Linked DNA regions of Ovis aries: region 1 is linked to region 2. The links are chromatin contacts, called in public Hi-C maps. All regions are on one chromosome and are shown on one strand. Each heading gives the region's core, a stretch centred on a gene start, on an enhancer-like site or on the middle of the called end of the contact. The rest is flanking DNA. Distances are from core to core; before and after follow the strand shown. Region 1 holds the start of MTRF1 (mitochondrial translation release factor 1). Region 2 holds the start of ELF1 (E74 like ETS transcription factor 1).

Evidence for each region. A called contact is a pair of places that touch in the nucleus more often than the background predicts.
Region 1: a Hi-C map of liver shows a contact between it and region 2, with 4 times the contacts expected there. The contact joins the promoter of MTRF1 here to the promoter of ELF1 in region 2. A contact is called at or near these places in 3 of 16 Hi-C or Micro-C datasets (hypothalamus and liver).

Annotation. Positions count from the first base shown.
Region 1 is chr10:11,850,550-11,853,670 of ARS-UI_Ramb_v3.0, reverse strand. MTRF1 (mitochondrial translation release factor 1) reads left to right here and starts at 1,369. Exons shown (of 10, transcript XM_004012046.6): 1 at 1,369-1,622.
Region 2 is chr10:11,651,688-11,654,820 of ARS-UI_Ramb_v3.0, reverse strand. ELF1 (E74 like ETS transcription factor 1) reads left to right here and starts at 1,683. Exons shown (of 9, transcript XM_060394267.1): 1 at 1,683-2,214. WBP4 (WW domain binding protein 4) reads right to left here and starts at 1,553. Exons shown (of 10, transcript XM_004012044.5): 1 at 1,396-1,553; 2 at 412-484. The coding sequence starts at 1,397. It overlaps TRNAE-UUC (transfer RNA glutamic acid (anticodon UUC)), which reads left to right and starts at 2,245; the gene lies at 2,245-2,316.

The sequences.
Region 1 (3,121 bases), core at 120-2,619, 200 kb before region 2:
GGCTAATTCCCGTTTTTACATTTATGTTCATAACCTAAGAAAATATCCTGTGAAGTCAGTAATATGGAATTTTTGTTGCCTCTTCTTTTCAGGAAGAAATACTGAGGCACAGAGTTCAATATCTGCAACATAAATAAGTATCCTACTTGAATATTTAAAGTAAGGCAATATATTTGCATTTTGCTGGAATTGTTTGTTATTTATGTTTCTAATGCTTTACTTAATTGATGTTTTACTTAATGTACTTACTCAAACCTAAATTGAGCCCCCAAATTCTGTTTATGCATATACAACAGATATAAAGTCACTAACCTGTGACTATACATGGTCTCCCATATTTTGGATCCTCCTTGTGACTTTCAGGGCTTCCCAGGTAGTGCTCAGTTCAGTTCAGTTCAGTTCAGTCGCTCAGTCGTGTCCAACTCTTTGCGACCCCATGAATCGCAGCACGCCAGGCCTCCCTGTCCATCACCAACTTCCGGAGTTCACTCAGACTCGCTGACACCATCGAGTCACTGATACCATCCAGCCATCTCATCCTCAGTCGTCCCCTTTTCCTCCTGCCCCCAATCCCTCCCAGCATCAGAGTCTTTTCCAATGAGTCAACTCTTCGCATGAGGTGGCCAAAGTACTGGAGTTTCAGCTTTAGTATCATTCCCAGGGTTGATCTCCTTCAGAATGGACTGGTTGGATCTCCTTGCAGTCCAAGGGACTCTCAAGAGTCTTCTCCAACACCACAGTTCAAAAGCATCAATTCTCCAGGTAGTGCTAGTGGTGAAGAATCTGCCTGCAATGTGGGAGACCCGGGCTTGACCAGGGTAGGGAAGACCTGGAGGAGGAAATGGCAACCCACTCCAGTATTGTTGCCTGGAGAATCCCATGGACATGGGAGTCTGGAGGCCTATAGTCCATGGGGGTCACCAAGAGTGGAACACAACTTGCTATCTGAGTACTGCTATGATTTTTTTAAAGATATACATTTACAGTCTCAACTAGCCATTAGGCATTTTCTCAGGCAAGGAAAGCTGAAAAGTACAGCTATTAACGTTCGGAATCCTGTAAACTTTCGAATCCTCCTTTATATATTAAAAAAAAAATCAGGAATCCCTGCTGTAGTGGCTCCACGTGTAAGGAAATTTTTTTATATCTTCAGCTCTTAATCAGAACTGTAGAGAACTTCCCTTTTGAGCTTGCCTGAAACTGGGAAAACCGAAGCTGCAGCTTCGGCCTAGAGGGTTGGGGGCGGAGCGCCTGTCCGACGTAAACTACAACTCCCAGGACTCCCCGGCCGACGCTCCCGGGAGTCGTTCATTCAACGCGCCAGCCCGCGTTACCCGCACACCTCCCCTCTCCCTCCCCTGGCAAGCCACACTTTGGGTTCTGACTCCAGATGAGCAAGCCCAAGGCCGTCTCGGGGGAAGTTTCCTTGCTGTATCGTTTTCTCTGCTGTTTCCTCTGTTAGCTTATGTTGCGCACACTCAAGAACTCCTCTTCCGCAGAGGAGTGGAGACGCCCGAGGAGGCGGGGTCGGGCTCTAACCCAGACTGGGTGAACCCGGAGGTGAAAGGGATCCGGTGACCGATGGGCTGAAATGTAGTGGATCAAAGAAGGTTCCGACTTCAGTAAGGAAAACTAGTGTCCTTAATTTTTTTTACTACTCACAGTTCATGTCTCTTTTCTGATCTTAAAAGTCTTATTTTCTTTCTCTAGCCTTTTTCCCCCCTGGTGCCTCCCTATGGGATCATTCCTGATACCGAGTAACTCAGCGTAACTTACACGTGGTACTCTCGTGCGGGCTTAGAGTCGCTACTGATTTGCCGAGGCTGAGAGTTCCTAGAATTTCAGATTAATCTTGTTAACTATTTGTGTGTATGGGGGCGAGGGGGTGAGGGGTGAAGGAGAAGACTTGCAATTCTGAAGTATAGATAACCCTAGAGGGTGAAGGTCTTAGGGTTTACTTAACATTGAAGTTCATGACCTAGAGAGGTATTTTTACTTGTTGTTCAGCCGCTTAATGGTGTCCGACTCTTCACCAGGCTTCCCTGCCCTTCACAATCTCTGGGAGTTTGCCCAGACTCCTGCCCATTGAGTCGATGATGCCATCCAGCCATTTCATCCTCTGTCCTCTCCCTTCTACTAACTGTTCCTAAAAAGGAAGTCTAGCTAGAAGTGTTTCAACAAAAATCTTTTTGCCGTTTTTTTCTGTCCTCTTTCAAATGGACACACCTGTGATGGAGACTAGATGTTGCTACCCATCACGGTTCTTGGCCTCCTTAATCACTAGAAAGTATTCAGAGGCTAGTCAGGAAATTGAAAGAAGGCTTTATTGAGGCCCCTGCTACAGCAGGGGCCAGCCAGAACAAGTTTGCTTGCTTGCTCACTTGCTGGGGGTGGGGAGACAGAGGCGAGCTTGTTCGTGTCCGGGGTCGGAAGGAGGGATAGCTTAAGTGGTTTGTCCCTCCCTTTGAGGGGTCATGCGTAGGACCATGCTTTTACGCCCAGCTCTTCAGGCTCTTGGGAGGTGGCAGGTGGGCTTTTTGGTTTCTTTGTATCTAGGTGTCTAGAATCTGCCCCAACTGCGCATGCACGCAGTTAAGTCCCTTATAGTTCCTTTGTGTTTTGTTGCTCCTGGAGATGTTTGTCCAGGTGCAGGCATGGTATCCCTGCACCAGCGGGTCCCAGGCCCCAGCCCCCAGCCTGTCTCAATGTGAAGACGAGTAGTAACTCCTGGAGGACTAGCATTTGTGGCTACTGGACACTGGTGCCCTCTTTAGAGTATGATTAAGTTACATTTTGTTAGCAGAACCCTTTAAATTTTGAGTATTTTAGAGACCATTCTATTTCTTAGGAAATAATGATATCCAAGTTAGCTGACCTGCAATGAGCAACTGAACTGATATATTAATACCCCTAGCATAGTAGGAACACTGGAGATAATAAAGGTTGATTCTGATAAGTTTTGACCCTTACTTCAAATTCGAACCTCAGGATTCTAGGGGCAAAGTATTTTTCTCAGAACACTTTATCTTCTCCCTTTCTTATTCAGTAATCACAATTGTGTACATTTGTTCGCTCTTTTGGTTATCTCTGTTAGAGGGAAGAACAGATAGTTATTGGACAC
Region 2 (3,133 bases), core at 434-2,933:
CTACCTATAGAGCAGAAATATACAAGAAAAACTACAATAACGTTTCTTTTTACAGTTAAGGACTTTCTGCTTTTACTTTTCTTTGTATACAACAATATTACAAACAGCACCGTCATATCCTAGGTGTTTCATAAACATGAATGTGATTACCCACTCAATGTCCAGTTCCTGAATGTGACTGAAGGGCCAGAGAGAAATAATTTGGCTTAGTAGATAATCAAATTTGGGCTGATGATAAAGAAGGCTCACAACTTTCCTACAAGGAATGAAAACACAGAAATTGTTCGATGTTTTGAAAAATCAAGAGCAACGCATATGAAAGTACTTTGTAAGCTCTCAGTTGAGATCAACAAAGAACATCTCGCATGAACACAGTTATCAGGAGACTCTCTAACAGAGGAATCATCATACAGGCCTATTGTCCGCGATCCAACACTTGCAGTAATCACAGAATTTCTTTGGTTGTGACTTCCAGTAGTCTGCCCTGGAAAAGAAAAAACAAGTTTATTTAGAACCTAAAAAGGTAATTTTTGCGTGATTTACATCTTCAACTTACAATCCGACATGCAGGCTTCACAATCTTGTTACACACAGCATCCTGCTTTATCATTTAGCCGATTGAAAGCAGTCAACTGAAATTGCTGCCACTAGAGTAAAAAAGTCTGCACCGTATTTAAAACTCCCTTCAACAAAATAGCTTTTAAAAATGTATCATTTGTGATTGTCATCAGTGTTAAGAAATAAGGAACATGTTGGAGAAGATCATCCATTCCTTTCTGGCATTTTCGGAGGTGAGGAGACTTGAAGAAACTCAAAAAGTTCACGTTAAATCGTTATTTCCACTCAAAGAACTAAACATAAGACGCTTCTGGTGGGAGACTGTGGCTCCTCCGAGACTATCAGTTAATAGTTTGTTCTTGAGCCTCAAGGCAAGAGAGTTGGAAAAGCCAATGGATCTCTCAGCTGGCAAGACCAAAAATTAAAGTCATAAGCTAACCAGGGCTGGCCGCTTCTAGCAGGCGGAGGCGGCAGCGGTGGCCGCAGTCCAACCCTCCGGTTTCACAACACCCCACGGTTCAAGCGCCGCCAGAACGAGGATGCTCGCGGGCCCCGACGGTGGAGGCGGCGGCAGCCCTCTGTCGCTCCACGGCGGCCGTCCTACCTGCAGGGGCCGCCAGGCTCCCTGCCAGAGCCCGCGCGTCCCCACCCCGGGACGGGAGAACCGGCCGCGCCGGTCCGCAGCCGGCCCCGAGCGAGTTAAGGGCGCTTCCGTCACGCCCCTGGCCGAGGGCGCGCGGGGGGAGAGGGGCGGTGGCGGAGGGAGAGACCCGGCGGGAGAAGGGCCGCCCGGAGAAACAAGACCTCGTTGTTTGAGAGCCTGAGAAACCCACTCACATGACTGGACCAGGCGCTCCGCGGGCCGCCCCCGGCCCCGGGCGAGGCTCGCGTTCTCCGCGCGGGGAGAACCAGGCCCCAGCTCACCACGAGGCCCTCCGCAGCCTCGGAGCGCGGACGCCTCCCGCCGTCCCCGGGGCCCGCGTTCCGCCGCTCCCGACTACGGGTGCCCCGGCGACCCAATCCGCGTTCGCGCTCTCCTCCCCTGCGCTCCTCCTCGAGGGGCGGGCCTCCGGCTCCCCGAGAGGTGGGGTCGTTATAAGGGGCTGAGGTCGCCGAGCAGGGGCGAGAGCGCGACGGGACTTGGGGGCACGCTCGAGTCTCGCGTCCCCGCGTCAGCTCGCCTTCTCTCTCTCTCTTTTCCCCTCCCGAGGTCCAGAACCTCCACCTCCTTCTAGGCTCGCTGGCTCGGGGCCCGAGGAGCTCGCGCGCCGCCTCCGCCCCGAACGCAAACAGCTGTTCCCAGAGACGTCGCCGCCCTCAACTTTGCCAACTGGTCCGCACGCACTTTGACCGGCGGAGCAGCCCGGACCCGTAGGCTGGGGAGGGGGCCGTTGGCGGAGTTTAAAAAAAAAAAAAAGAAAGAAAGGTGAAAGAGCTGGTTTCGGGGCCGAGAGTCGCTGGGCTTGGCCTCAGAACTTTTCCTCAGCCGGCGGAGCGACCCCGCCCCACCGCTGGGACGCCCGCGCGCTCCTGCCAGGCGCGCTCCCGGGCTCGCGAGCGCGTGGGGAGCTGGGGAGCAGGCGGCGGCGGCCCCGAGGCGGCGGCGGCTGCGGGTGGTGGAGCTGGGGCGGCGGCGGCGGCGTTCGCTCTTGTCAGGTGAGTCACCGCGGAGCTTCTCACAGCACTTCCCATATGGTCTAGCGGTTAGGATTCCTGGTTTTCACCCAGGCGGCCCGGGTTCGACTCCCGGTATGGGAACGTGGTAACATTTTTCAGAAACTGACAGGCGAAACCGACTTGTTTTATTTCCAGTGGCTCTGGCTCTTTTTTTTTTCTTGACCCCACCGCCCCATCCAGGTGATTTTGGTGGAGAACGCGCCCTAGAGCCCTGCGGTGAGATCTGCGCTGCCTCGAGTGCGGAGCCGGGCGGGCGGGAGGAGCGGGTGCGCTCAGGCTGCCGCTGCTCGCGCGGGAGGCCGGCGGGGCAGAGGCGCGGGGCGCGGGGCGCGGGGCGCCGCTTCTCCCGGGGCCGTCCTCCCGCCGCTGCGGGCCCGGGCCGTCCCCTCCCCAAAGCTCGGGAGGCGATGATTAACCCCGGCCTCGCCTTATCGGCCCCCAGCGCCCCCGGCAGGCACACACCCTCGCCTCGGACGGTCCCGAGCGACGCGGGGCGTGTTCGCCCGCGCCCGGCTCGGAGCCCCGAGTCATCGCCCCCGGGGTCTTCACTAGAAACACCCCGCCCGCCCCCCGGGCCCCCGACACAAAGCAGCCCCCGGGCGGGGTGCGGGCCGGGGACCCCCGACGGCCCGGGCGCGCTCTCCCGACCGCGCCGCTGCCGCCCGCCCGGCGCGGGTCCCCCCGGGGCGCCCGAGCCCCGCGCCGGGGGCACCCGGCTTGACATGTGGGGCGCCGGCCGCGGTTCACAGAAAGCACCCCAGACTCGGGAGCCGCAGACCTGAGTGCTTTGGCTCGGGAAGGGCGAGGGCATCCGTCCGGTTCTCCGCGCCCCCCTCCGCGCCCAACACACACACACGCGCGCGCGCGCGTTCTGCAGAAGAAAAATAACCACTGGGAT